2 separate regions of the Canis lupus genome follow, and region 1 is linked to region 2. The links are chromatin contacts, called in public Hi-C maps. All regions are on one chromosome and are shown on one strand. Each heading gives the region's core, a stretch centred on a gene start, on an enhancer-like site or on the middle of the called end of the contact. The rest is flanking DNA. Distances are from core to core; before and after follow the strand shown.

Region 1 (5,945 bases), core at 3,085-5,584, 100 kb before region 2:
AGATTGAATCTTATCTTTATAATCAGCTCAACAAAGGGCCTTTGGAATGAATGTTTAAGGCTTTATAGGTACGCCTGGATATAGCAAGCAGGTCAGACCTTGCCTTCAAAGGGCCATCTGCTTGTTGCAAGTTGCCCCATGTTTTCTGCAGGCTAGATGTAACAGCCATTGATAAATGTAAAACAACTAAAGTCTTTAGCCAGGAAATGGAAAAGTCTCACACTGGTTCCTTTTCTTTTGTTTTTCTTTCTCCCTTGCCTCTACCCCCACAATTCTTCCTACTTTAATTTGGCATTTTCTTCAACCTATGTTTTTTTTTTTAATAAAGTAGTTGTAATCAGGCATGGTTAGATGTGCTCTCTCTCTCTCCACTTTGAAATTATCAAGAAAAATACACACAAAAAAGGAAAAAGCACACAATGTAACCTTTCTTCAAATCTTCCCTGTCAATCTTACTTGAAACATGTTCTACGGTTAGAAAACAATCTTAGAAATCAGAGGTTGACTTTTTTTTTTTTCTAGTAGTTTTCAAATAATATGAAAAAGGATTTCTTTAACAGATGCTCCACAGTAAAGAACTCCAAAGCACTGTATTTTGGGGCAACTTCAAGGCAGCTGAAGATCTCTATGCAAATAAGCATATGTCTATAGAGGGAATTAGCTAAAAAGAACTTAATAATGAGGCCTTAATCATATAGCATTTTATGGTCTCAAAGCATTCTCACATGTGGGCCTCCTAAAAACTGTCAGGTAGGGCAGTGTTTTTTCTTACAAAATTATCCTTTCACAAGATAAACCTGAACCTCACATTTAGTGATTTATTCCACATCAACTGAACTAGAACTGCAACCAAGTGATATCATACTTACTTTACTAGTGATTTTCAAATAGTACCATACAAGAGTTTGGTGGCCACTGTGTGTCAGGTGGGGGGCTGGATAAGGTGGAAGGGTGTGTGACAGGATGTGATATTAGGGATGACTAAGGAGTATGTGTGGCCCTGGTCCTCCCCATCCCCAAATCAGTCATAGCTCTGCCATTGTTTGTTTTATATATGGGCCTCCACCATATTTACATCATGGTTCTACTGCACTTGGAATAGAAATGCTTAGTGTTGCATTAGTTGATTAAATGATTACTATGACTGTAGTTCAAAAAAAGAAATAAACCAGCATTCAATATTAAATATTCAATGTCAACATTTATATAAAACAAAAAGTTACCTCAAAATAAAAGATTTCATTAAACTGCGGATTGCTTGTTTTCTTCTTTACTTTTGTCTTCTTTTGGTCATTCCTGTTCCAATGTGGTAGAGTTTTACCTTGTAGAACTTAATAGTACACAATTATAAAACATGCTATTTCCGAGCAGGGAGCCTGATCTCCCTTTAGCTGTTAAGATGACTTAGGAAAAACTATAGTTTTTAATATTACTTAGGAAAGAATTTTGAGGTGTCTCTAAAGATCAAAGAAAATACAAGTTTGTATATGTGATATATGACAAGATTCTATTTTCTATATATGACTAGATTTAAACTAGATTGATTGTCAAGCTTATTTTATATAAGCAACTCAGAATGGTAAAAGGAAGACAATGAGATTCAGAGTACCTTTATCTATGCTGAAAAATACCTGAGGAACCTGAGGAACACGAAAAGCATTCTTAACTAAATTTATTTCTTGGGCTTCAGGTACAATATGGCCTTTTAAAAAAACTTTTTATTTGAAATAATTAAAGAAGGTTGCAAAGAAGTCCCATGAAGTCTTTCCCTAGCCTTTCCCAATTTTAACATCTAATGTGATGATAGCACACTATCAATTCTATTAATGACTCCTAATAACCAATTCATATGCCAAACAGTTTGTTTGTATGTTACTAAATGATTACACTAAAGAATTTGTCTTTAGCTACAGATTATAAACAAAACAAAAAACAGCTCCACTAGGTTAAACAGGATTTTTAACATACAAAACTACAGGATTTTTAACATACTAAACTAAATCCCTCTGACTGCATGAATCTTAATGGATTAAGTATCTGCTTTCAAATTTAAAACCATCCACAGTAATAACAGCACAATACTGTTTGAGCACACAATAAGTCCTACATGGTGCTAGGTACTTTATATACATATATACAAATACATTTTTTTTAAAAGTGACTTACTGGTGATTTTCTATAAAATAAAAATACCTATACTGTACACCTGAAACTAATATAACACTGTATACTGACTATACTGGAATTAAGAAAAACTAATAAAAATAATAAATAAAAAGAATACCTAGAGAGCCTGAAGTTGGGGAGAAGGGGCATATGTCTGTGTATGTATGTATGTGTTTGGTGTGGAGGGAATATTTTGCTCTTTGTTTCCTGATTTTAAACCTTCAAGTTGTAGGCAAATTTCAGACTAGTCAGGCTCTGAAAGAAATCATAATGAAGTTAAATAATACAAAATATACAAATTGCTATAGGTTTTTCCATTAATTATCATAAATAATTTAAATCAATGATATGGTGCACTTTACCATGTTCTGGTACTTCAGCAGTCTGTCTACAGCTTGGAATTCTCTCTGTAGAGCACAGATGCCATGAGTAGAAAAGGCATTTTTAGTTCTGAGCTGCTTTCCAGATAAAAATATGGAAACTGCCTTGCTATTCTGGGCTAGCATTTCTTAAAACAGGATTTTACCTGCATAAAATCTAAGACATTTGAAGGCAGGAAGGTCGATAATGAATGAAGAAGGTCAAGTTTATGTTTTAAAGTACATTTTAATTACTATAAAACTAATGTTGCTCCTCACAGTCTAAGAGTCCAGCAGATTTGAAAAGTTACTCCTCATAGTCTAAGAGTCCAACAGAGTCCACTTTCTTTCTATAAAAACAGGACTTGGTTGTTTGCAAGCATATAACAGAACTCACTAACGATCTTTCTTTCAAAGCATGCATTACTTTGTGTCATAAATAGCTATTAAACATTTATTCTTAGAGCTTTAATTTTGTAATTCTTTTTTTTTTTTTAAAGATTTATTTATTCAGAGAGAGCGCGCGAGAGGCAGAGACACAGGCAGAGGGAGAAGCAGGCATCATACAGAGAGCCTGATGTGGGACTCGATCCAGGGTCTCCAGGATCACACCCCGGGCTGCAGGCGGCGCTAAACCGCTGCGCCACCGGGGCTGCCCTAATTTTGTAATTCTTAAGTCATATTTCAAAACTGAAAAAAATCTAATAATTGCTCTCTCTGAATTCTGAACTCCAAGTTACAAATAGAAACCAACCACTGATCATTTCAATGTAACGAAGCATCTACTGTCAAAGAAGGAAATCATTTGTTAAACCCATATACATATTGAGTCTTCAGATCCAGAGATGCTTACATTTCTGGGTTAAAATTAGTGTACTTATGGAAAATAAAGGCATATTTGACATTGTTTAGAGGTTAAAAAAATTCAATAATAATTCAATAAACATTACCTACCAAGGATATGAATGGAGCTAGAGAGTATTATGCTAAGTGAAATAAGTCGGTCAGAGAAAGACAAATACCATGTGATTTTGACATAGGTGTAATTTAAGAAACAAAACAAGTGAGCATAGAGAAAAAAAAAAGAGAGGCAAACCAAGAAACACTGACTCTTAACTATAGAGAACTGATGTTTACCAGGAGGAAATGTGGGTGGGGGGGATGGGTGAAATAGGTGATGGGGATTAAGGAGTACAATTGTGATAAGCACAGGGTATTGTATGAAGTGTTGAATCATGATATTGTACACCTGAAACTAATATTACAGGGTATGTTAACTAACTGGAATTTAAATAAAAACTTAAAAAAAAAAAAAAAAAAACATTACCTAGAAGGGCCCACTACAGAAACTGTTGCATAAGGGTCACAGCTTTGTCCATTTATGAGAGGCAACCCATGGCATGCGATGATGCTAAGAATAAAAGAAAATTAACAAATATTCAAGTTAAACAACATAAAGCATTATTTCAAATACAAATTAACAAAGGGTTAAAACTGTTTTCCACAAGTCTGCAGATATATGCTTATATACAATGTACCCCAAATACATTTATCTATATTGTGCACTTATTTACTTATGCTAAATTTCTGAAATAGGACCTAATTAGACTACACTGCCACAATGAATACGGAGACTACCAAACAATATGTAGCACACATCCCCCCACTAAACATCTAGCAAGGTACATTCTGTGGTTTGGTAATATATTAAAACTGCTGTGGCTTCTAAACAGGAAAAGAATGTGGTGTGAACCTTAAAGGAGAAACTACAAACCAAGCCAGATCTATGGCATCACATCCTCTGCTAAAGCATGAATGAGAAACAAGGAAACGACTGTGGTTTCCACTTAAAATCTGATTCATAAATAGAGGGCAAGCCTCCCACAATTCTGTAGCCTTTTATTCTGATTCTCAGTAACAACTCCTGTATTATCCTGCAGAAAATGTTTCAGAACTTAAAAACAAAGGTCTTCTAATCTGCTTTAAGGGTAAAGTCACTGGTATTTACAGAGGATATAGAATCTAACTTAATGGTCTGCTTCTCAAATTTTCTCACTAAATATTATTGAGTTCATGAATTTAGTTTAAATCTAAGGGTTTGCACTTCCTAATGTCTAAGAGAATCTCATGAGAAATGCTGAAAAGTATTCTTTGTTAAGAGATGTGGGCTATTGAGCAACATCCTATTTCTCTCTACAATCCACATCGTATATGTGGGTGAAGTGCATATGGTGTGCTGCAAAATAAAGAAAGAAATGATAATATGACTCATTTCTATTACACTGGGTATCAAAAATCAAATTCTAAAAATGTCTGAAACTAAAGAAAGCACAGACCAAGATAATAATTCTGGTTATCAATATTAGGATTAGGTACAAAGTTTCCAATTACATACTATTCAAAACTTAAAATCCTCAGGCTAAATCTCATAATGATGCCTGCTTTTTATATATCATTTGTAGTTTACCATTATTCTCACAAAATGTATCTAATTCCCACAACTGTCTTTGAGAAAAAATACCTTAAAGAAGAAAATAAGGCTCCAAAAGATTGTGAGAATGTAACAAAATAAAGCTAAAGAAGTAATACAACTTGTACAAAGTGGGCCAAGACTCAACTTCTACTTTAACTGTTTCTAAAGTTGAGTGTCTTTCTACATTCCCTACTGTACCTAAATTTATTACTCTCCTTGTAATACCAAATTTATCTCATTTAAATACTAATTATGAGAAATCTTAATTATAGGTCATTATAATTTTATGAAATTAAAAAAAAAAAACCTGAGAAAAAAGCAGTTCATTATACAAAAACTTCTATAAGAATACTCCACAAAGCAAAACAATGATGCCCATAAGAGCATAAATCTATAAAAATCATCAGAAGTAGTCTTAATTTTTAAATATAAGATATTTTAAAAATTGTTTTCTAACAATATTAAATACAAATTATTTTATTTGCTACATATTATGAAATATTTTTCTAATTGCCTAGAATACAACTATTCTTCTAATCAATAAGTCAAACAATTTCATATCATAAACCATGGATAAGCAAAAAACAAATGCTGAAAATGAGCTTAGTATACTATATACTAAATTATCTTACATTTTGTTTAAATACATTTGATATTAATATATTTTTTAGAAATTGCAAAGGAAAATAAATTTAATCCAAAATTGTTTAAAGTACCTTGAGCATTTTTTTTTAAACTAGAAGACAAGTGTTAATGTCTACATACACCCAAGATGGAGTACCAAGTAACAGAATTATCTCCCTACCTGAAATAACTAAAAAAAAATTTACAAAATTGGCAGTGCAGGATAGTGAACTTTGAGGGGAGAAGAAATGAAGTGAGCTCCCAATTGTCCCAGCTTACTGGTATGGGGTCTCTCTGAGAAGAGGGAGAGTTGACAGTTGGGG
Region 2 (5,438 bases), core at 2,504-5,003:
AACTGAGCTTTGGAACTGCCTACTTCGGGACATCTTGTTAAGTTGGGTTTTCTATGGATTGCTGTCCAAAGCATCCTAACTGATACACATGCTTTTCCCCCAGCTGATCTAATATTATCAGGCATAACACAAACCCTTCAGCAAACACTTTATAAACACTCTGGTTTCCTTACAGCTTAAAGCAAGATGTTGGACTCCAGAGGATTTCCAAGCAGTTTGATTGTGCAGTTACACGACAGTGAAACTGGTAATTGATTTGAACAATAAGCATCAGGCTGGATGGCCAGGGAATCCTCTTTCCTGTCAAGACAATAGCCTGATTACTTCAAAACCAGCTTTCTTCTTTGTTTAGTTCTTTTTGCCTCCCTGAAGCATTTGGAATGGAGATCCATCCACTTCTCCATTCATCCAGTAAATACCTATTAAACCCTCTCCATGTGGTCATTTACCAGTGTGGCTGTGATGGGTTCCCTGATTCCTCTCATCCAGGTGCTGTGTTCACTGTGATGACTGTGGCAGTGGCGTGGGCCAGGGGCTCTTCGGTCAACAGCCTCCTGTTCCCAAAGCTGGGCTCTTCTGGAAGTAGTGTCAGAGGCAGTCCCGGGGAAACAGCCTAACAAAGATTTATCTGGGGCCAACCACACAGTGTCAAGGTATCAGGTGTGCAGAAAAGGACTCATTGCACCAGTGATATAGGTGCTACTGCATGAAAACATCCAGAACTCAGGGGGTCACTGGCTTGGAAGAAATCTCTGAGAATTGCTGCCTCATTAACATTCACCTGACAGATGAGGACTACAGACCCAAAGAGAACAGATCACTTGTTTTTCATATGCTAAATCCATCAAGCTGTATACAGTTAAGCTTTGTGCACTGTACTGTGGGTATGTTTAACTTCAGTAAAAAAAAAAAAAAAAAAAAAAGGAACAAAAGCAGAAATGACCCTAGATAATTCTTTTTAAAGTTTATTAATTTAAGTAATCTCTGCACTAAAAGTGGGACTTGAATTCATGACCAGAGCAACAACCTCCTATGACTGAGCCAGCCAGGCCCCCCCACCCTAGGTATTTTTTTTAACCATCTCTTAAAAAAGGAATAAAGGCAGAGCTTTGCATAAAGGGAAAAACCAGTGACACTTTACATATTTAAATTAGTAATTATGGGAACGATCCAATTAATTTCTCATCTCTCTCCTGCTAGAAGCTCTTCTACATCTAAGGTTGAAGTTTTAACTTCAGTGTCAACGAGATGCTTCTAAATGTGTTTTGTTTTCTGTAGTAATAGGAATGCTGGCATCTCTGTGTTGATCTTAGAGTTTCAGATGCATTGCCTTCAAGCCGTTGGCTCCCACTCTGGGGTCAGGAATGGTCACAACGATTCAGAATGGTCTGGATGTTTGTAAGGGGCAAGCATCAGGGGACTTTAGGAGCCAGGGCAGCTTGCCTTGGCCAGCTGGTTTTATCTCAACCTCAATACAAAGGTCAACTTCAATACAAAGCATCCTAAGGGTATCAGATGTCAGCAGTGGGTCAGAGAACACTTAACCTCCCCTCTCGCCCAGGAGGTGCAAGAGTGCAGTCTCCATGAGCACAAGGGGGAATTTGTTGGCTTCCAGAAAACCCAGGAGTAAAATTAACTCCAGGTATGGCTGCATTCAGGGCTCAAATAGTGCCATCAGCACTCAATTTCCCTCCATTTCCAGGTTCTTCCACTGGATGAGTTACGAACTCAGGAGCTCCAGGTGGTTCCACAAAGCTCCAGTCCCCCCTGGTGCTGACAAGAAGGCAGTTGGGTCTCCTTCTCTTTCTGCCCCTCCCCATTGCTCATTCTCTCTTTCTCTCTCTCAAATAAATAAACCGAATCTTAAAGGAGGTGGAGGAGGAGGAGGAGGAGGAGGAGGAGGAGGAGGAGAGGAGGAGGGAGAGGAGGAGGGAGAGGAGGAGGAGGAGGAGGAGGAGGAGGAGGAGGAGGAGGAGGAGGAGGAGGAGGAGGAGGAGGAGGAGGGAGAGGAGGAGGAGGGGAGGAAGAGAAGGAGGAGGAGGAGGGAGAGGAGGAGGGAGAGGAGGAGGGGGAGGCCGACGGCCACCGGGCTCTGCAGCAGTAGCTCGCACTCCTTCAGCTCCAAGCCCAGCGCCGGGAGGAACCGCCTCTCTCCGAGGGTTCCCAGGAATCTTAAGTCTCATTGGCGCTGAGCGGGTCACATGCACAATCCTGAGCCACTCGCTGTGACCCTGGAAGTGCGATTGAGTAGCTGAGGCTTAGGTCACTTGCTTCTTGCTCGGCGCTCTTCCCAGACAAGTGGGTGGTTCCCTTGGCTTCCCGGGGTGTCCTGCTGCCGCTGTAACCCCTGCACCTCCCGGTTTTCCGGGGCCATCACGTATCTGTCGCCCAGGGGCTGTGAGGTGCAGTTACCCGGCTGCCAGGGCGCAGGGGCGGCTACACATCCCGCGGCCTGGGAAGCTGGCGTCTCCCTTGGCCTCTGACGCCGGGAGCACCTCAGCCCCCGCCCCCTCACCCCCCAGTATCGGTGGGCGCTGTCCTATTGCAATTCAGTGGTTTTTAGGTGCCCTACTACTCTCTGCCCCATCCTACAGATGCAGTTTCTTCCCCCTGCATTCTTTTTTTTTTTTTTTAAAGATTTTATTTATTTATTCATGAGAGACAGAGAGAAAGGCAGAGACACAGGTGGAGGGAGAAGCAGGCTCCCCGTGGGGAGCCCTATGCAGGGACTCGATCCCGGGACCTCAGGATCACGACCTGAGCCAAAGGCAGATGCTCAACCGCTGAGCCACCCAGGCGTCCCCTCCCCTCCCCTCTTAATGGACGCATGACCCCTCGTAGCATCTCTTGCCACTACAGAATGCTGGCAAACTGGTCCCATGTATGCAGCTGCTGTCCACGGGGAGCCCTGGGCTCACAGGTGGCTGCTCAATGCCTCTCATTCTTTGCAGGCGGCCACAGGACCCTCGCCCTTGCCCTTCTCACTGGCTTGTACCGCCCCACGCCATACACAGCGCCCATCCCTGCATCATAGGGGTCTCTGTCCGTGTTACCTTCAGGCTCATGTCTGTGTGTGTGTGTGTGTGTGTGTGTGTGTGTGTGTGTGTGGTGGGGTGATTCCTGGTCCCAGGAATCCAGGCAAGAAGCAGCTATAACTAGCTTCCGGATCGGGCTGCACCTGGTCAGATGCCATCCAAGGTTGGAGGGGACCCTGCTGCTCTGTGTCACATGTTACTGCCTGTCTTATTCCGAGGATTACCTTAATGTTAAACTAAAGACTCAGATTTGGGCTATGAAAGGGTAGGTAGGGCAGCCCGGGGGGCTCAGCGGTTTAGCGCCGCCTGCAGCCCAGGCCCTGATCCTGGGAACCCGGGATCTAGTCCCACGTCGGGCTCCCTGCATGGAGCCTGCTTCTCCCTCTGCCTGTGTCTCTGCCTCTCTCTCTATGTCTCTCATGAATAAATAAATAAAATCTTAAAAAAAAAAAAAAAAGGGGTAGGTAGCAGTGAGAAAAAGTGTCCACGGCATGCACGCACCTTGCTAACGCGCCACTGGGGTTATTTCCTTCAATATGCCAAGCAGGGAGCAAATGAATGGACAGGAAGGAGCAAGAATCGGGGAGGGCGGGGACCTACCCTGCGGCCTCGGCGGCTGCCGAACCCCAAGCCGGCGCGTCAGTGACCTCTGCTGGCAAGAGCTTCCCTCCGGTCGGCACAGAGGTGGAGGCCCCTCCTGCGCGTCTGGTTCGGTCTCCTTAAGAGAGAAGGCGCAGGGCTGAGGCCTAGCGAGGGCAGGGCAGGCTGGGCTTTCAGGCTAAAGCTGTTACAAGGGCTGTGGAGGTTACAGCAGGTGGCAATTTAGGCATAGATCCTGCCCGGGGGTCCCCCAGCTTTCTCTCAAATGCTGACAGCTTGTTTACATTATCCACTTTGCACTTATAAACATGTTTTCTTCTTTTTTTTTTTTAACAAATATGTTTTCAAAAAGAATGCATTCAAAGACAAGTTGGGCATAAACAAGTTTAGAAAGTTTCTTAAGAACACTTTTGCAAATTGGCGAAGGGAGGTGAAAACGCTGTCAAAACAAGTACACTTTTTAATGTGTAGTATGTGTCGGGGGGTGGGAGGTGAGGTCTCCTTTACAAATACCTACTCAAATCACACACTTTGCGTTGTCCCACGCCATCCCACCCAAAGATATGGGGGAAATGCTGTCATGAGACAAGGCCTGAGCCCACCCCTAAGCCAGGCGGGCCTTTTAACAACTGTCCAGGTACATCTGTGTGGGACATTTGGGGAAGGAAAGCTGCCCAGCAAGGCTGGAAGCCACATAGCAGGTGTCAAGGCCTCCTGCTGATGCAGCTATTGACCTCCTCCCTCAGGACCTCGTGGTGGGCACTTGAGGGCCTCTCCCAGCCCACCCCGCCTTCTCTGAATGTTGGGTTTGCCCTCAGGATTAGGCTTCTGCAGTCTCCTAAGGGGGCTCAGTCCCTTTAACCAGAGCTAATTGGATCCGGACTAAACCGACCAAGGGGAACCAGTGTCTTCAGTAGAGGGGGGAGGGAGGCAGGAATCAGACATCCTTTTCCAGAAACTGGCAATTAGCACCCAGGGATGGCCGTCTCTGTCTGATGGACACTGCCTGTGAGGTCCTGTCAGCTGGCCAACGTCTTGTGCTGCAGCTAGGGAGAGGCAGAGAAAGGCTGGGAGCACAGAGAGAAGGAATAAAGGTGGCATGAAGGGGGCCTGGAGATGAGGGGAGGTGCTTCCCGGTCCAACTTTCCCATCCGTCCATCTTAGGTTCTTCTCGTTTCCTCCCTACATCCCATTTTTGTCTAAACAACAGGGGACCCTGCAGACAGGAGCACTTCTGTTCAGCTTGCATTTAATACAGAGCAAAATGAGTCTGAAGACTTTTGCTCAAGAGCTCAGGATTTGAATCACATTCATCCAAACTACCAGGAACTTCAGAACGGAGTGGGGCTTCTGTTTATTGGCGTTTCTGGGTGAGAGTTAAGCAGGAAACTCTTTCCCTGTTTGATTCCATCTTTGTTGTAAAAATGGTCTAAAATGCATGAATAAAGAAAAGACTGGAAACAAACGTTTAACAAACTCCTACAAGGGAGTGCTATGTAGGCATTAAAAGAATGAGACTGATGGATCCACGTGCCCCTTCCCCACCCGGAAGGTTCTCCATGATATATTGTTAAATTAAATAAAGTATTAAACACTATGTGTACTTACTGTGTTCTCATTTGTGTAAAAAAAAAAAAAAAAGGAAATAAATTTATATAAGTTCATATCCTACATAGAGAGCTAATATAGAAAATATACATATATGCTCGGGTATGCATACGATGTCTGTGGAGGACTCCCCAAGTTGGGGAATAGTGCATGCTTCCAGGGAGAGACCTAGGGGCCGAATGAGAGGGAAACTTA

Evidence for each region. A called contact is a pair of places that touch in the nucleus more often than the background predicts.
Region 1: a contact with region 2 is called in a Hi-C map of blood, with 4 times the contacts expected there. The contact joins the enhancer-like site here to the promoter of RASA2 in region 2. A contact is called at or near these places in 6 of 9 Hi-C or Micro-C datasets (amygdala, blood, liver and 1 more).

What each region holds. Positions count from the first base shown.
Region 1 is chr23:37,989,605-37,995,549 of UU_Cfam_GSD_1.0, reverse strand. RASA2 (ras GTPase-activating protein 2) reads right to left here. Exons shown (of 28, transcript XM_038571086.1): 10 at 3,853-3,936; 11 at 1,224-1,296. Among named protein-coding and RNA genes, the nearest start is that of RASA2, 100 kb to the right of the region's middle. Within about 2 kb of position 4,334, at least 4 of the 20 cell types and tissues checked have an H3K27ac peak or open chromatin away from gene starts, as enhancers often do. A contact at or near this core is called in blood, where this site is marked.
Region 2 is chr23:37,888,231-37,893,668 of UU_Cfam_GSD_1.0, reverse strand. RASA2 (ras GTPase-activating protein 2) reads right to left here and starts at 3,753. Exons shown (of 28, transcript XM_038571086.1): 1 at 3,636-3,753.